Regions from separate parts of the Mus musculus genome. Here regions 1 and 2 are each linked to region 3. Evidence: chromatin contacts called from public promoter capture Hi-C data. All regions are on one chromosome and are shown on one strand. The core of a region is the stretch at or near the end of the contact, and the rest is flanking DNA. Distances in the headings are between cores, read along the strand shown. Region 1 holds the start of Cspg5 (chondroitin sulfate proteoglycan 5). Region 2 holds the start of Setd2 (SET domain containing 2). Region 3 holds the start of Slc26a6 (solute carrier family 26, member 6).

Region 1 (4,407 bases), core at 864-3,363, 1.4 Mb after region 3:
CCTTGTACCTTCTGGGACCAGCCGACTCTGTTCTGACTCCTGAGAAAACCAGGGGGTTCCTGTGTTTGTTTTTCTGCTATGCAGAAATTGGAGGTAGTCGGTTGTGGTGGCACACGCTGGTAGGATTTGCTGAAGGGAGGCAGAGGCAGGAGGATCACGAGTTCGAGGCCAGCCTGGGCTACACATTAAAAGAAAGAAATCTGGGGGTAATCCTTAACTACTTGTCCGCGCCCCCCACCCCTGGCAAGCTTTTGAATGCTCTTGTAGCTTCATGGAGAGCAGCTGTGCTGACAGAGACCACCTGCCCTAAAGGTAGTTCGTGAAAACCTTAGCAAAGTAGTGACAGCACCGTAGGCACCTGACAGTAAGGGAGCTAGATCTTTCTCCTTTCCTAGCCACCTGTGGTTGGCTCTCCTACGGTCACACGGAGCAAGTGTGGGGCTGAGAGGTCGTGAGTCTGGCTTGGCCTTGACACTGACAGACTTCTGATAGCCATCTGGATTGTAGCATCCCTGCCTTCATGTATCCCAGGACAACCTTCAGCTTCTGATCTTCCTGCATCTACTGACCATGTGCCACCCAGCTAAGGGTCATCTTATTCTGCAACACCTGCAGGGTCCCTGAGAAGTCCTTAGTCCTCTTCCCAGGCAGCAGGTGTCATCTGCATTAGTTGAGTGTTTTCTCCTAACTGGCCTGGCTTTAGAGTTAGTTAATAAATTCAAAATCCCTTTGCATCATAATAACAAACCATTGCCTGGCAAAATAACCACCCCAAGGTTTGTGATAACCCTTTTCTGAAATGAGAACACTCAGTCTTTGTGAGGAAGTTTTGTCAACACAAAAGCCCTTTAGCCCGTCCCTTCCTACCAGGAATGGTGTGAGTAGACCTATTCCTAGTAGCCCATTCTGCACCCCACCCCCCACAAAAGCAATCGCTTGTCTCCATGCCTAAGATCAGAAGCTTGATCATTCTGTGGTGGTCATTAGTAACAGCTAGACATAGCAGCATAGCGGCATACCTGTACTCCTGGAACATGGGAGGTAGAGACAGGAGGGTTAGGAATTTAAGGTTGGCTTCAGGTCTGTAAAGATTGTTGCCAACCTGGGTTATGAGGGAAGGTCTCAAGGGGCTGAAGCATTAAATGCCCAGGTAAAAGTGGATGCTGGGCTGGGTAAGGAGACAAGGCTTCTATTGTCCTACTCTGCATCCTGCTCCTTTTGAAATGCAAGAAAGGAAATGAGGGTCTGTAGTGCACAAACAGCGACTTAGAACTGTTTGTAACAACAGTTCTAGCGCTTGACTCTTCTGACTCTTTGGATACCAGATATGGGTGTTGTGCAGATACTTGCAAGCAAAACACCCGTGTACATGAATTTAAAGGGTGATATAAGAAGCCTCCATATTCAGATGAATACAGCTTTTAAAAAGGAAAGCCAAAATTTGAATATGTTGGTGTTTATACTGAGGATTTAAAGTCAAATTGATGTTCTCCATCCAGACCAAATTATGTGTGGTCATGGTATGGGAGCAGTGGTGGTAGCATCAGTGAAGCAGGTGTCTTTTCTGCACTTAAGGGTGTGTACGGCAGTCATGGCAATGGTCTTTATGGCTCTGCTTGGCTTTGGAGACAAATTACCAAAACAGTAGGAAAGAGGCATGAAGAAGCCATTGCCATACAAAGCATGTGTAGCGCCCAGATGGCGCATGATGTGAATAGAGGACACGTGGAAGCTATAGATAGGCAGTGGTGGTTTCCTTGTTCTAGTTCTCATATCACTTCATGCACGCACACACCATACATTTGACACTGCTTGCCAGATCCTTTCATGCTGGAGTCGCCAGTGACTAACTCGGGGGACACACAGATTTGATGCTAAATCTTGTTCTTCTCACCACAGAATGGGCATTGCCCAATTACTCTGTTCTCAGTGTTAGGGAGGAGCAGAAGGCCAGAGGTTGGTTGGTTTGCTTGCTTGCTTGCTTGCTTGCTTGCTTGCTTAGTACCAAATTGGTGCTGGATATATAGCTCACTGACATCACTTTACTTGCATGCACAAGGCCCTGGGTTCAGTTTCAGACAACTTAAACAAAATTGAAAAAAGTGGTAGCAGAATTTCTCTGCAGGGAGGGGAGAAGATAGTTGAGGAAGGAAATATTTCACATTCGCTTGTTTGTTCTACTGATCAAAACAGAATTTAAAAGGATAGTTACGGGTGGGAAATAGGGTAGATAGAAGGATTTGGTTGGTTAGTTGGTTCTAGACAGGGATTACAGACATAAGCTACCATAACCAGCAAATACAATTATTTTGCAGTACTAGGAATTGAACCTGAAGTCTCACTCATTTTAGGCAAGTGCTCTCCCTAACTCTTAAGTGTTTTACCATAAGTAGGAAAAGACTTTATTGTGACCATGCCCTAGCATGAAAGGACTTACATAGGATCTCCTGTGTGGTAGGAACTTCCACCAACATCCACTTTTGACAACTACCACCCAGGAATTGAAGAGAGAAATAGGTATTATATCTGGGTAAGCAAGCCCCCTCTTGACTGGAACTCCAAACTAGGACACGTATGTCTGGTTGCCACTCTCTAGATGTCATACAGACCCTACATAGCCACCTCCGAGCCAGGATATAAGAGCCTAGCTGCTGGAATTTTGTCAGCCTTGAGGGGACTCTAAGCTGCAACCATACTTGTGAGAGAAAAGGAGTGTTGAACCAAGGCAACTCACTAGAAGACAGGTATGAGACAGATTAAATGATGGTCCTCCATCTTGTTCATATTTGGTCACTGACAGAAGACTATCAACACCAGCATCGCCCTTGGACTAACCCTTGGACTGAGCTGAACATGATCATTTAGGTCGATAATAAAACATCAATATGTAGGCTATTTGGAGGCGGGGAAAGCCAGGTGACTAAGCTGTAGTTCTGCCTCCCTTCCAACAGGTCTCCCAGTAAGCAGTGAACCTGGGTTAGGAACAGAGACCTCTCTCTCCACGTTGCATGTGCACCTGGCAGTGATCTAGACCTCTTGGTTTAACCAGGAACTTGGGTTTGGGTAGTACTGGTCACCTGCGGAAGGCCGCCCTGGATTTAGAAAACGCAAGGTGGAGTCCAAATACTGGGGACCGGATAACACGTTGGGTGGACCTGGCTGTGCAAGATTTAAACTAATGGCTTTGGCTGTGGACAGATTAGGTCTGATCCAATTAGAGCCTAGGCCGTAGTATTCGCCTCCTTGCCAGGCTCTGTCGATGTTCTCCCTGCTCTCCGGAAGAAGACTTAGAGTCGGACTGGAGAACCTTCTGGACACCGAATTCTGGATTGGCACCGGACAGTCCGTGCCCCGGGCTCCGCTCTCTCCACACTGGGGGCGCGGGCTTCCGCCCCCTGTGGCCCTTCCGAGCCCCGCCCCGAGCCTGCGGGTGTCGGAGCCCGCGACGTCCCCGCCTCCCCTGCGCGCGCGTGGCGGGTGGGTTCCTCGCAGGTCCGCGGCCCAGCGCGCTCAGCACTGGAAGCGCAAGCGGGCCCCGTGGGCTGCCGCCGGTGCACCTGTCGGCTTCCCCCAGTGGCTCTGCTGCCGCCCCTGCGCGCCGCGCTTGCATCGCTCTCCACGTCCCGTGCCAGAGGGGTCTGACTGTCCCCTGGCGAGGAAGACCGAGAGGGGCCGGCGTCAACGCGACGTGCTGCGGGGCGGGCGGAGTGGGGGCGGCGCCGAACGCGGCAGCGGCAAGCGGCAGCGGCGGCGCGGGAGGCGGGGAGGCGCGGCGCTCGGAGGACAGCGGCTGACGGCGGCATGCGGCGGCTCATGCTGCCCACCGTGGGCTGAGGCGGCCGCACACGGGCGGCAGGCGCAGCGGCCGGGCAAGCCGAGGGCGCAGCCAAGCCGCGCGCACCGCGCACAGCGGCAGGGGCTCCGCGCAATGGGCCGAGCTGGAGGCGGGGGCCCGGACTGGGGGCCGCCGCCAGTGCTGCTGCTTCTGGGGGTCACGCTGGTGCTCACCGCTGGGGCCGTACCGGGTAGGTATCCACCCGGACCGGGACCCCAGCCAGCCCCTTGCGCCCCACCCCATGCCAGGGTCTCGCTGACTTCAGGTCCAGGTGGAGTCCCCAAGCCCTGACAAGGGGGCGGGGCACCGCCTGGCCTACAGCCCGGGACCCGGCGGGAAAGGGGAGGAGGAGAGGACCTGTAGGGGGTGGAGGACACAGGCCAACGGGGAGCAGCCCATAGCCTGTGAACAGACAGCAGGGTGGGCTAGGGTGGGGGTGGGGTCTTGAGGTAGGGGCGGGGTCTGATCGGGGGCGGGGGGCCTAGATGCGATTTGTGGGCGAGGCTGCGGGACGGGGCGGGGTCCGGAAGATGAGGCAAGGATGAGCCAAAGTTGGGGGAGTACCCTGACCT
Region 2 (4,532 bases), core at 108-2,607, 1.7 Mb after region 3:
TGATGTAAGTTACAGGACCCACATGGGAGACAAAAATGGACTCACTGTTATCCTCTGATCTCCACGTGCGCATGTGTGTGGCTCAACACATACCATTCCTATAAAAACAATTTTAAAAATACATTTTAGGCTGGGCAGTGGTGGCACACGCCTTTAACCCCAGCACATGGGAGGCAGAGGCAGATGGATTTGAGTTCTAGGCCACAGGAAAAACCCTGTCTTGAAAAACAAAACAAAAAACCTAGAATCCCAGCACCCAAGAGGTTGTAGGCAGGATGAAGCATTCAAGTGTTCAGGGTAAGTCTTAACTACAGAAGATGTTTGTCTAAACAATACGGCCAAGTTAGCTAGTGAAGGATTCTGTTAGATCACATTTCAATTTATTGGTGATTCCAATTAAAAAATTAGTGGCTAATCAAAGAAAATTCCACAAAAGATCTCAACTATCTAATCTGCCACTTTCATGATAAGCAACTGCTATAAATTCAGCGAGGTGTAAATTAGCTAATAGTTTCACGAAATCCTGCTAATCCAGAAATAAAAAGTTTCTAGTTTAATCTAACTTTTTTTTTTTTTTTTAGTAAGACTAATTAATAACCTTTTCCTCAGGACCACCCCCCCCCCCCAGGTCTAACAAACATAGCCTCTCTGACTTTTAGGGCGAGGGCAGAATACCGCGGTGAGGTGGTTTCGGTGGGAACACGGTGGTGGGGGCTGCGGGAGGCTGGCGGGCGGAGGGCGTGTCCGAGAAGCCCAGGCTGAGAAGCAGCCCCTGCTTAGCTTGGTTTTCGGTGCGCGGCCGAGAGCCAGTTGAAGGGGCGAGAGAGACCGAATAAAGGAGCAAGCGGGCGAGGGCGGCAGCTGCGCTACCTCAGTGCCCGGAGGCCAGGCTCTCCCAGGGCTTCGAAGGATGAAGGCGGGTGTCCTGACGGCCTTGGGCTGTTCCCGGGACGGACGCTGTCCAGGGAGGGGCAGCGGTGGCTCCCCTCCAGCTCCGGGACCCGCCTCCAACACTCGGCCCCGGGACTTATTGTTCCGGGAGGCCGCAGGCTAGGCCTGGCCTGGCCGGCGGGTTGTACCCCGCCCCTGCCAGGGTCGGTGGTGCTGGCGCGCCGACTGGCGGCCGGTGGGCTGCCCTGTGCGTGTCTCTTTAAGGGGCTGGGCCTGCAAGGCTGCAGGGCGGGCGGGGTGCGCGTCGCTTCGGGAGTGAGTGTGTGAGGGTGAGAGCGGCGGGCGGGCGGTTGCTGGAGGGAGGGAGGGAGGGAGGGAGCGAGCGAGAGAGCGAGAGAGCGGGCGGGCGGGCCAGCCAGCCAGCCAGCGACGCCGGCCGCCCCTGCCGCCGCCGCGATCGGACCAGCGGCCGCCTCCCCTCCGGTCCCCTCCCCCGCATCGGCCTGCCGCGGGGAGGGGGCTAGCGTCGCCGCCTCCAGCCGCTCCTCATGAAGCCGCTGCCGTCGCAGCAGCCGCCACCGAAGATGGGGGATTTCTACGATCCCGAGCACCCGACCCCTGAGTAAGTCTCTGCTCCGCGGTCTCCCGCTGTCGTTGGTCGCTCCAGCCCGAGGGCGGCGCGTCCTGACCGGTGGCGGCGCGCGGAGTAACGGGCCCCGGGCGGCTTCTCGCGGTCGTGGTGGAGGGCAGGCCGGGCGGAGCTCCTGGAGGCCGCCTCGCTTGGCCTCGGCTGGCCCGGCGGTTGGGCCTGGCGCGGAGAAGGCTGCTCGCGTCGCCGCGGCGGTTGGGGCGGGCGGCCCGGTGGGGGAGGGGCGGCCACGGCCTCCTCTGCCGTTGCCGCGTCCTCGGTCGGCCTGCTTAGGTTCGGCGTTCCGCGCAGCTCCTCCAGGACACTCGGTGGCGTCCCGGGCTTCTGTTGCAAACCACGGTGCATAGTCCGAGGCGCCGCAAAGGCCGACGCCGGCGTCAGGGCGCCGGCTCGTGTAGGCCGAGAATCCTCGGGCTCGGGTGGAAGCTCGGCCCATCGCCCGGCCTATCGGTGACGGCAACTCGGACCGGAAGGGCCTACCGCGCGTCTCCCCGCTTCGATCCGCGGAGGAGACCCGCGTTGCATTCCCGGTTTTGATATTATTTTTGTTTTTTGTTTTCCCTCCTCCTTGGACACTCAATTCTGGCCCAGTAGAGCGATGAGCTTCATATTCTGCACCTTTGGCGCTTGGGTTTTGTAATGGTGGCAAGGTTTGTCTGGTCCCGTTGTTGAGGTGACAGCAGTTTTGTTTTTTAACCTGAAAGTGAAAACCTGGCAAACATTTCTTGATTATGATGCTTGAACACTTTGGCGTCCTATTTCTTAGGTAATAGAATCTAGAATCTTATCTACAAGGATGGCTTTACTGCGTGTGAAGATTTAGTTAAGAGACCCTTTGTATAGTCTTCTCTAAAGAAGATAGTGTACTTGTAAAGCGAAATACAGTTTTGTCGTATAGTTTCTTTTCAGTACACCTAGGGCATTTTTATATTTCTGTTGGGTGTCAGATGGTGGTGTACACCTGAGATACCAACTGAATTAGGATTGCAGGCAGGCTTCCTCAAAACAACAACATAAGTAAAAAAGCAAGCTTCCACTTCAGAGTCAGGAGTCCGTGCGAAGCTTCCCTAAGCCCTCACAAGATCATTTTGTTGTTTTTAGATAAATGGTTTCACCTTGTTGCCTAGGCTGCTCTTGAATTTACTGTGGCTGGCCTCGAACCTGGGATCCTTCCTCTTCAGCTTCTTCAGTGCTGGGATTGCAGGTGCTGACAACTAAGAAAAACCATTGTTTTACCTCAATTTGCTTGTATTGATGTCTGCACATAGCAACAAAATTCATTCCCAAGTTAAGGTTTGAAGGGATGTCTAGTGAAAAACAAAACTTTTCACTAAATTACCACATTACACATTTTTGGGGGAACCTTTGCCAAAGTTTTTCACCTTGGCTCAGAAACATTTGGATCTTACTTAATAGTTCTTTAGTGTTGTAACACAAAAGTTATTTTGTTGGAGTGTTATCTCCACACACAAAGCAAAATCCTCATGTTGCCTTAAAATAAAATTTCATTGGGAAAATTTTGACAATCCTGTTTTTGACCCAAGAACAGCCTGAGTAGTTTTATACTTGTTTTCTAAGTTTACAGAAGCCCTTTAGTGGCCCATCTTAGTTTGTCTTTACTTGACAGATAATCTTGGTACCCAGACCACCTCTGCGAAGGCTTGATGTGCTCTTACAGCAAAGCTCATCTCTTACTTGTAGTAGGAAACCAGCATGGCTTTGTCTTCTCCTGGGTTTTTGGCTTTGGAATAACACTTAAAGGTTTTTGCTTTGAGACTTGAAAAACCTCAAAAGGAATTTGTATCATTCAATTAATGTAGGTTGCGTGCTTATCATGTACAAAGTCATGTGCTAGCCCCCCAGGAAGGGCAAAGAGCCATGCAGTGACTTTCCAGGTTGCACAGTGAAGCTTCAAAGCTCTAAGGATTACATCCTTTTTTTATTGGAGGAAAACATTTTTCATAATATGTGACAACGTGGAGAAGTCTGCCTTTACTGTGCACAGGAGGGGATGCTCAGTGTCTCTCCTGGTCTCGTACTTTACTGCTCTCTTGGCTTTAGAGTGTCAAGTAAGCTCTGATACTGTTTATTAACTTGTATAGGTCATAGAATGTTTTCTTAATACTGGCCTGACGGTGTTGGCAGGCATCTTGAACAACAGTATTACCTGTTTTACATGGAAAGAAAATGAGGCCTGGCCAGGAAAGAAGAGTGAAGCATTAGCAGACCCTGTGAGCTCTTAAACAGGAGTTTAACCTTGAGCGAATGGCTTTGTCTTTACATTTGGGTTTTCTCACTTTGCAAGTAGTTATCCCAATGCTAGCAACTTTCTGGGGCTTTGGAGAAAATTGAATGAGATAATACCTGAACCCTTCGCTCTTGGCACAGTGTGTGTGCAAGTAAGTACCTTTAGCTGGAGTTATTAGGGAAATTTGAGAGGTGTGACTGTGGGGGAAAACTGGTTGTGAAGTGGCCGTCCTTCCCTTTCAGACTTGGGTTAGTTTCAAATGGTTCTTTGAAAAAGAGAAGTTGAGGTGAAATGTAAATTTGCTTTGATTGGAGCTTGAGTTGGGGCCCAGATGGTCTGTATTGTCTTCCACTCACTCTTTAAGTAGTTGCATGTGTGTAGGCCTTGGATTTTTCTTGCAGTATAAATCACATTGTATTAAAGTGAAGTGGCTCTAATCATTTGAGTAACTGCCTAGGTTTCCATATAGTGCAGGGGTACATAGTGAGGGCATAGCACAACCAATCAGAGTCCTCCAGGACCTGTCCTACTCAAGGAGACAAACATGATAAAAAGTGTTTGTTGTTGGGGTTGTTTGTTGTTTTAAACATAGGCCTATCTTGACTAAGGTTGATACTGTAGGAGTAATTGATGTATTCAGCAAAACTTTGTCTTTGTGCAGTTTACATCCTAATGAGGCCTGTAAACAATACATTATACAGAATGGCCAAAGGTAAAATGCTTTGGAAAGTCCTATAGGATACA
Region 3 (4,949 bases), core at 1,251-3,750:
AACCAGAGAGATATGCTTATGTTATTTTTCAGCTTTTCTGTCTCCCAGGGGTCTCGAGACTGGGCTAGGAGGGGGAAGGGGATGGGAGAGAGACACTCCACTGGGCGCTTAGCTAAGCGTCTGCTCTTTCATTTCATCTTACAGCAGAGTGAATGAGTCAGGCCCCACCTGCTCTTTCCCCTTCTCTTCCCCACATTGATCTGAACGTTGTTGTTGGGGCCCAGGGTGCAAATTTGATCTTTGCATTTTCTCCGATGCCCCTAGGCCAAACTCCTGTTGGGGGGGGGGATTGGTCTTGGAAACAGGGGTTCCTCCATCCTCCTCCTGAGGGCTCACGTGCTCCACTCCTCCCTGTGGGTGTGGATATGTATTACATGGAGTCCCTGCCGCTTACTGCCTTAAGACCTAGGACTGATGCTGCAGGTGCTGGTGGAGCAGCAGAAGTCATGTTTACAGATCAAGGCTTCCCTTTCTCCCTTAGGGAGGGACTTGGGCCTCTAATCAGACATTCCTAGGGGGGTGGGTGGAGGGGAAACTCCTTTGTCCCTCCTTCACTTGTCTGTGGTGCCATTGGTTCATTACACTGTCCCCTTGAGGGATGAGGGGGGCAGTGAGCAAAGGGAGCAGAAACAAGGGAACCCAAGACCCAGAATGTAGGTAGGTGCCACCGCCTCTCACTGCTTACAGGATCCTCCCTGGCACCAGGCTGCAGCAGTGGCTGCCCCACCTTCTGTTGGTCCCTTATAAAGGGACAGGTAACTGTTAGGATCCTGCTCACAAAACTCTCTTGTTAGTTGTCTGATGTCCAGTGCTGGGGACTTTACATTTTTGTTACTTTGTTTACAGATCAAGATTATTTTTTTAACATGGTTGGGTTTTATTTATTGTTTACAGCTTCAACCATTGAACTTACACACTTTGTTTTATAGTTCAGAATGTTTCCCCCTCTTTGTTTACAAGTGAAAGGTAGAAAAAGTGGGGGAGGGGCCTAAAAGACCCACCTGCGATGCCCCTGGACCTGGCCATCTTGAGGTAGGCTTCTAATCCCAACTTTTCCCAGGTCAAAGGTCAGCTGAGTCTTCTAACAGCTTGCCCCGAAAGTGGCTCAGGACCGGGGTTCTGTGCAGCCGCCACCCACCCCTACCCTGTGTTTACTCTTGGGAGGCAGTTTCTGAGATTCAAAAAAATCCCACTTCACTGCCTGTGCCAAATCCCACCAGCCAGGTCCCCAGCTCTCTTTACCCAGACTGACCCCTGCCCTTGAAGGGCTGAGAGGCCTGTCGGTTGGGAGAGTGTCCTTGCTATGTCCTAGGTTCTGTAGATGCCCGTCTCTGGGGTCCCCTTCCAACAGTGGCCCTCTTTCCTGTCTGTGTAAATTGTTCCGTGAAGCCGCGCTCTGTTTTGGGAATAAACTTCTATAGAAAACACTTGTTCCTCTTTCTGTCTCAGCTGTTGAGAATACTCACCCAGGATGACCTTTGTAGGACTCTGAGCTCTCCTCCCTCCAAAATAGCCAGTTATTTTTAGCCCATTTCATGGGAGATTTGGACCAGGTTCCCATTTCTTTCTGAAATATGGCCTCTCACCTTGTGACTGGAGCCTGAAGTTGGAGCGCAGGAGCTGCGCCAAGAGAAGCCACTTTCCTGGTCTAGGCAGTCATATGAGGGTTTCCTTAATATCCAGAGGCTGACATTTGTGGCCCTGCCCATTAGTCACCCCAAACCTAGGCGTTCCCACTTCAGTTCCTGCTTACCCACCCACACTCTGGCCCTTACTGGTCTTTTCTCACTTGGATCAGGCCAGAGCTTCCAGACCTGGAAAGGATCCTGAGTGCTCCATTTCCAGTCTAGGCAGCCAGGTGTGAAAGTGAAAGGGGGGGGGGGGGCTTAAGAAGCCACCCATGGTGACAAATACCTTTGATCTCTTCTTTAATCCCAGCACTCACTAGGCAGAGGCAGGTGGATCTCTGTAGACAAGTCTGGTCTACAGAGAGTTCCAGGACAGCCAAGGCTAAACAGAGAAAACTTGTCTGGAAAAAAAGAAATGGAGGTGGGGTGGGGCTGGTCTTGAGGACCACTGTGCCAGGTCTCAGAAGGAAAAATCTGAGGGTGATACTCACAGCTTGGTGGTCCCTGAGAGACCCTACAGGCCTAGATCTCCCACAGTTGAGGCTGGGGCCCCTGGTTGCACACCTAGGCATCCAGATCGGTCAAGAATGTCTCCTCTGCATAAAGTGGGGACCTTCTACAAAGCATACAATTAGGTCCAGCCACTTAAGGGCACAGAGGCATAACATTGGCCAAGCGTAGCGCTGGGCCTTCGTTCCAGTCCTCCAGTCTCAGCAGAATGCTCCAGCTCCCAGCAGGTTAACAAGAATCGCAGGCAGGGACAGAAGCTAGGCCGACGGGAAGGAAAGGGTTAAAATTTTATTCTCCGGGCTCGCCCCGCCCAGAGAGTATGACTTGGATTCCACCCCCAGAATTCTGATTGGTCTGATCTTGCACATCCTAGCGGTGGAGCTTGCGGCCGGCCAAGTTCTGGGCCTGGCGCCACCTTCTAGCCGGTAGTGGCCTCCTGGGGGAGCTGTTTGAAAAGCGGTACACGAGTTACCCTCTGAGGGCCATGGGACTTCCCGATGGGTCCGGTGAGTTGCAGGGCGCTGCCCAAATTCCGCGTGCCCGCGAAGCGCTAGTAGTTCTGTGACTCCCGGCCTGGGTCAATTCAGGAAGGGAACCTCCAAGTCCCCGACAGGCATTTCCCGTCTGCGGAGCCTTAGTTTACCGCCTTGCCGATTTTCCGAAGGAGGTTATCCATCAACAGCGAGGGATGGGGGCGGGCTCTGGCGCGACCCCAGCTCTTGAGGGTTGTACTGAACGTCCCTGGAGTGCTAATAAGGGCGCTGCAGGGAAGTTGCTGCTTACCGAGGAGTCCTGGCACGGGAGGTGTGCCAGCTGGGCGCGTTGGGACTGGGAGAGAAACCGCTGCAAGACAGGCTCTAGCCAGGCGGTGGACCAGCCGCGGCCTGAGTCGGCAGGGTACTGTTCACATTTGTCGCTGCCGGCCCTTGTGCCCTCCCAAAGGGAGGTGCCAAGCATCAAGGCTCCGCCCTCCAAGGCGCGTGCCGCCTGGTAAGGGGAGGGAGCCCTTTAAGAAGACTTGAGAGATCTTGAAGGAGGGGAGAGGGGCCGCTGAGATCTCCTGGAGCCCGCGGTGCAGAGAATCTCTGAAGATCTTCCTTGCGTCTGCACTGCTCCCTCCTCCATTGGATACCCAGGTTAGAGAGTCTTCCCAGGTGAGTTCCTACCCCTCTGGTGGGATTCTCTCCCCTGGTTATAGCCTCTCCTAGATCAGAACTCACAGGTGATATCTTTCCCACAGGCTAGCCCCTCCCCCCTGCCCACTCCAAATTTGTTTCCCCTGAAATATATTTATAGAGAGCTGCATTCCATATGGAGGCACCCCCCCCCCAGATCAGAGTTTCTTCTGAGAGACCCCCTCAGATCCTATTCTCTGGTAAAGTCTCCCACTTCCGAGAGAAGTGCCTCTCCAGAGAAGTGCCTCCCGATGAGAGATTCCCACACCCCCGGTCAGAACTTGCCTGGCTGGTGAAAGCTTTCAGGGCAGAGTTCCCTCCAGGTTGGATTGGCTTCCAAAAGCTCCTGTTCCCAGGTGAAGTCTCTCTACTTCGAGTGGGAGCCTGTCAAAACTCCCTGGAGGTGAGAGCTTCGACCCTGGAGTCTTGCTGGACCCTGTCCTGAAACTGGAGGGCAGTATTGCTTACAGACCTCTGGTTTGCTAGTTCTTATCTGTCAACTCGCTCTCAGCCAACAAGGTTGGGCTCCTGGTGGAAAAGCTGGAAAGGGGACTGGACAGGAATTGATTCAGGGAAGGAAGCCAAGGGCCTGAGAGGTAGGGGCTAGGAAGCGCAGTCAGTTTGGACCTGGACCCAGACCTGGACTTGGACTTGAAGTGGTACTCGGGGCTGGGCAGCCACACCTGAGCTGGATGTGTGGGCATGCTCATCCATCTCTCCCTTCCGGAGAGACTTTGGCCCAGAAAGAGTCTTCCAGCAGCCAAAGTTCAGATACTGCCTCTGTCAGGGTGTGAGCACGGGGCCCTCAGAGACCAGCAGAGTTAGCTCTACCCTTGATCTTTGAGCCCAGAAAACTCAGGTATGTGGCTCTGTGGTCCCAAGTAGAAGTTCTATTGTATATCTGTGGTCTCACCTCTCTAGACCAAGGGACACATCAGACGCAGGCACTCCTGTCTGCAGCCCAAGAAATGGAGCTGCAGAGGAGAGACTACCATGTGGAAAGGCCATTGCTGAACCAGGAGCAGCTAGAAGATCTGGGGCATTGGGGCCCAGCGGCGAAGACCCACCAGTGGCGAACTTGGTTCCGGTAATGATGAGGGGAGAGGTTCTGGGGGTTCTTTCAAGGCCCAGACAGTCCACCCTGTAACAGACTTTTCTCCGTCCTAGATGCTCCCGTGCTCGGGCCCATTCTCTTCTGCTCCAGCACGTTCCAGTCCTGGGCTGGTTACCCCGGTATCCTGTGCGTGAATGGCTCCTGGGTGATCTGTTATCTGGCCTGAGTGTGGCCATCATGCAGCTTCCTCAGGGTGAGCTACCTCCAACCTCAGGGTTGCAAGTTCTGTGGTCTGTGAAGTGTCAAACCAGAAGCCAAGACCTCTGCTCTTGGAGCTATGACCCCCTGAGCCCAGGGCTTGGAGTCTCTATCTTTTTGATACCCTGTTCTTCAAGTCTGCATTGCTACTGTTTTATCTGCAGGCTTGGCCTATGCCCTTCTGGCGGGATTGCCTCCTATGTTTGGTCTGTACAGTTCTTTCTACCCCGTCTTCATCTACTTCCTGTTTGGTACCTCCAGACACATCTCTGTGGGTAAGTGGAGTCAGGCAACCCTTTCATAGAGGGCAGGGCAGGACAGGTT

What was found. Promoter capture Hi-C pulls out the DNA fragments that hold promoters and counts their contacts.
Region 1: a promoter capture Hi-C map of hippocampal neurons shows a contact between it and region 3, with 5 times the contacts expected there. The contact joins the promoter of Cspg5 here to the promoter of Slc26a6 in region 3. A contact is called at or near these places in 4 of 39 promoter capture datasets (the 3T3-L1 cell line, cranial neural crest, hippocampal neurons and 1 more) and 2 of 9 other capture datasets (embryonic stem cells and liver).
Region 2: a promoter capture Hi-C map of liver shows a contact between it and region 3, with 2.7 times the contacts expected there. The contact joins the promoter of Setd2 here to the promoter of Slc26a6 in region 3. A contact is called at or near these places in 2 of 39 promoter capture datasets (liver and pre-B cells).

Annotation. Positions count from the first base shown.
Region 1 is chr9:110,241,670-110,246,076 of GRCm38.p6, forward strand. It overlaps Cspg5 (chondroitin sulfate proteoglycan 5), which reads left to right and starts at 2,114. Exons shown (of 5, transcript NM_013884.3): 1 at 2,114-4,025. The coding sequence starts at 3,929. It also overlaps the pseudogene Rn4.5s-ps2.
Region 2 is chr9:110,531,240-110,535,771 of GRCm38.p6, forward strand. Setd2 (SET domain containing 2) reads left to right here and starts at 1,358. Exons shown (of 21, transcript NM_001081340.2): 1 at 1,358-1,513. The coding sequence starts at 1,440.
Region 3 is chr9:108,851,543-108,856,491 of GRCm38.p6, forward strand. It overlaps Slc26a6 (solute carrier family 26, member 6), which reads left to right and starts at 2,501. Exons shown (of 20, transcript NM_134420.4): 1 at 2,501-3,292; 2 at 4,235-4,400; 3 at 4,481-4,620; 4 at 4,790-4,900. The coding sequence starts at 4,282. Celsr3 (cadherin, EGF LAG seven-pass G-type receptor 3) reads left to right here. Exons shown (of 36, transcript NM_001359572.1): 36 at 1-1,427.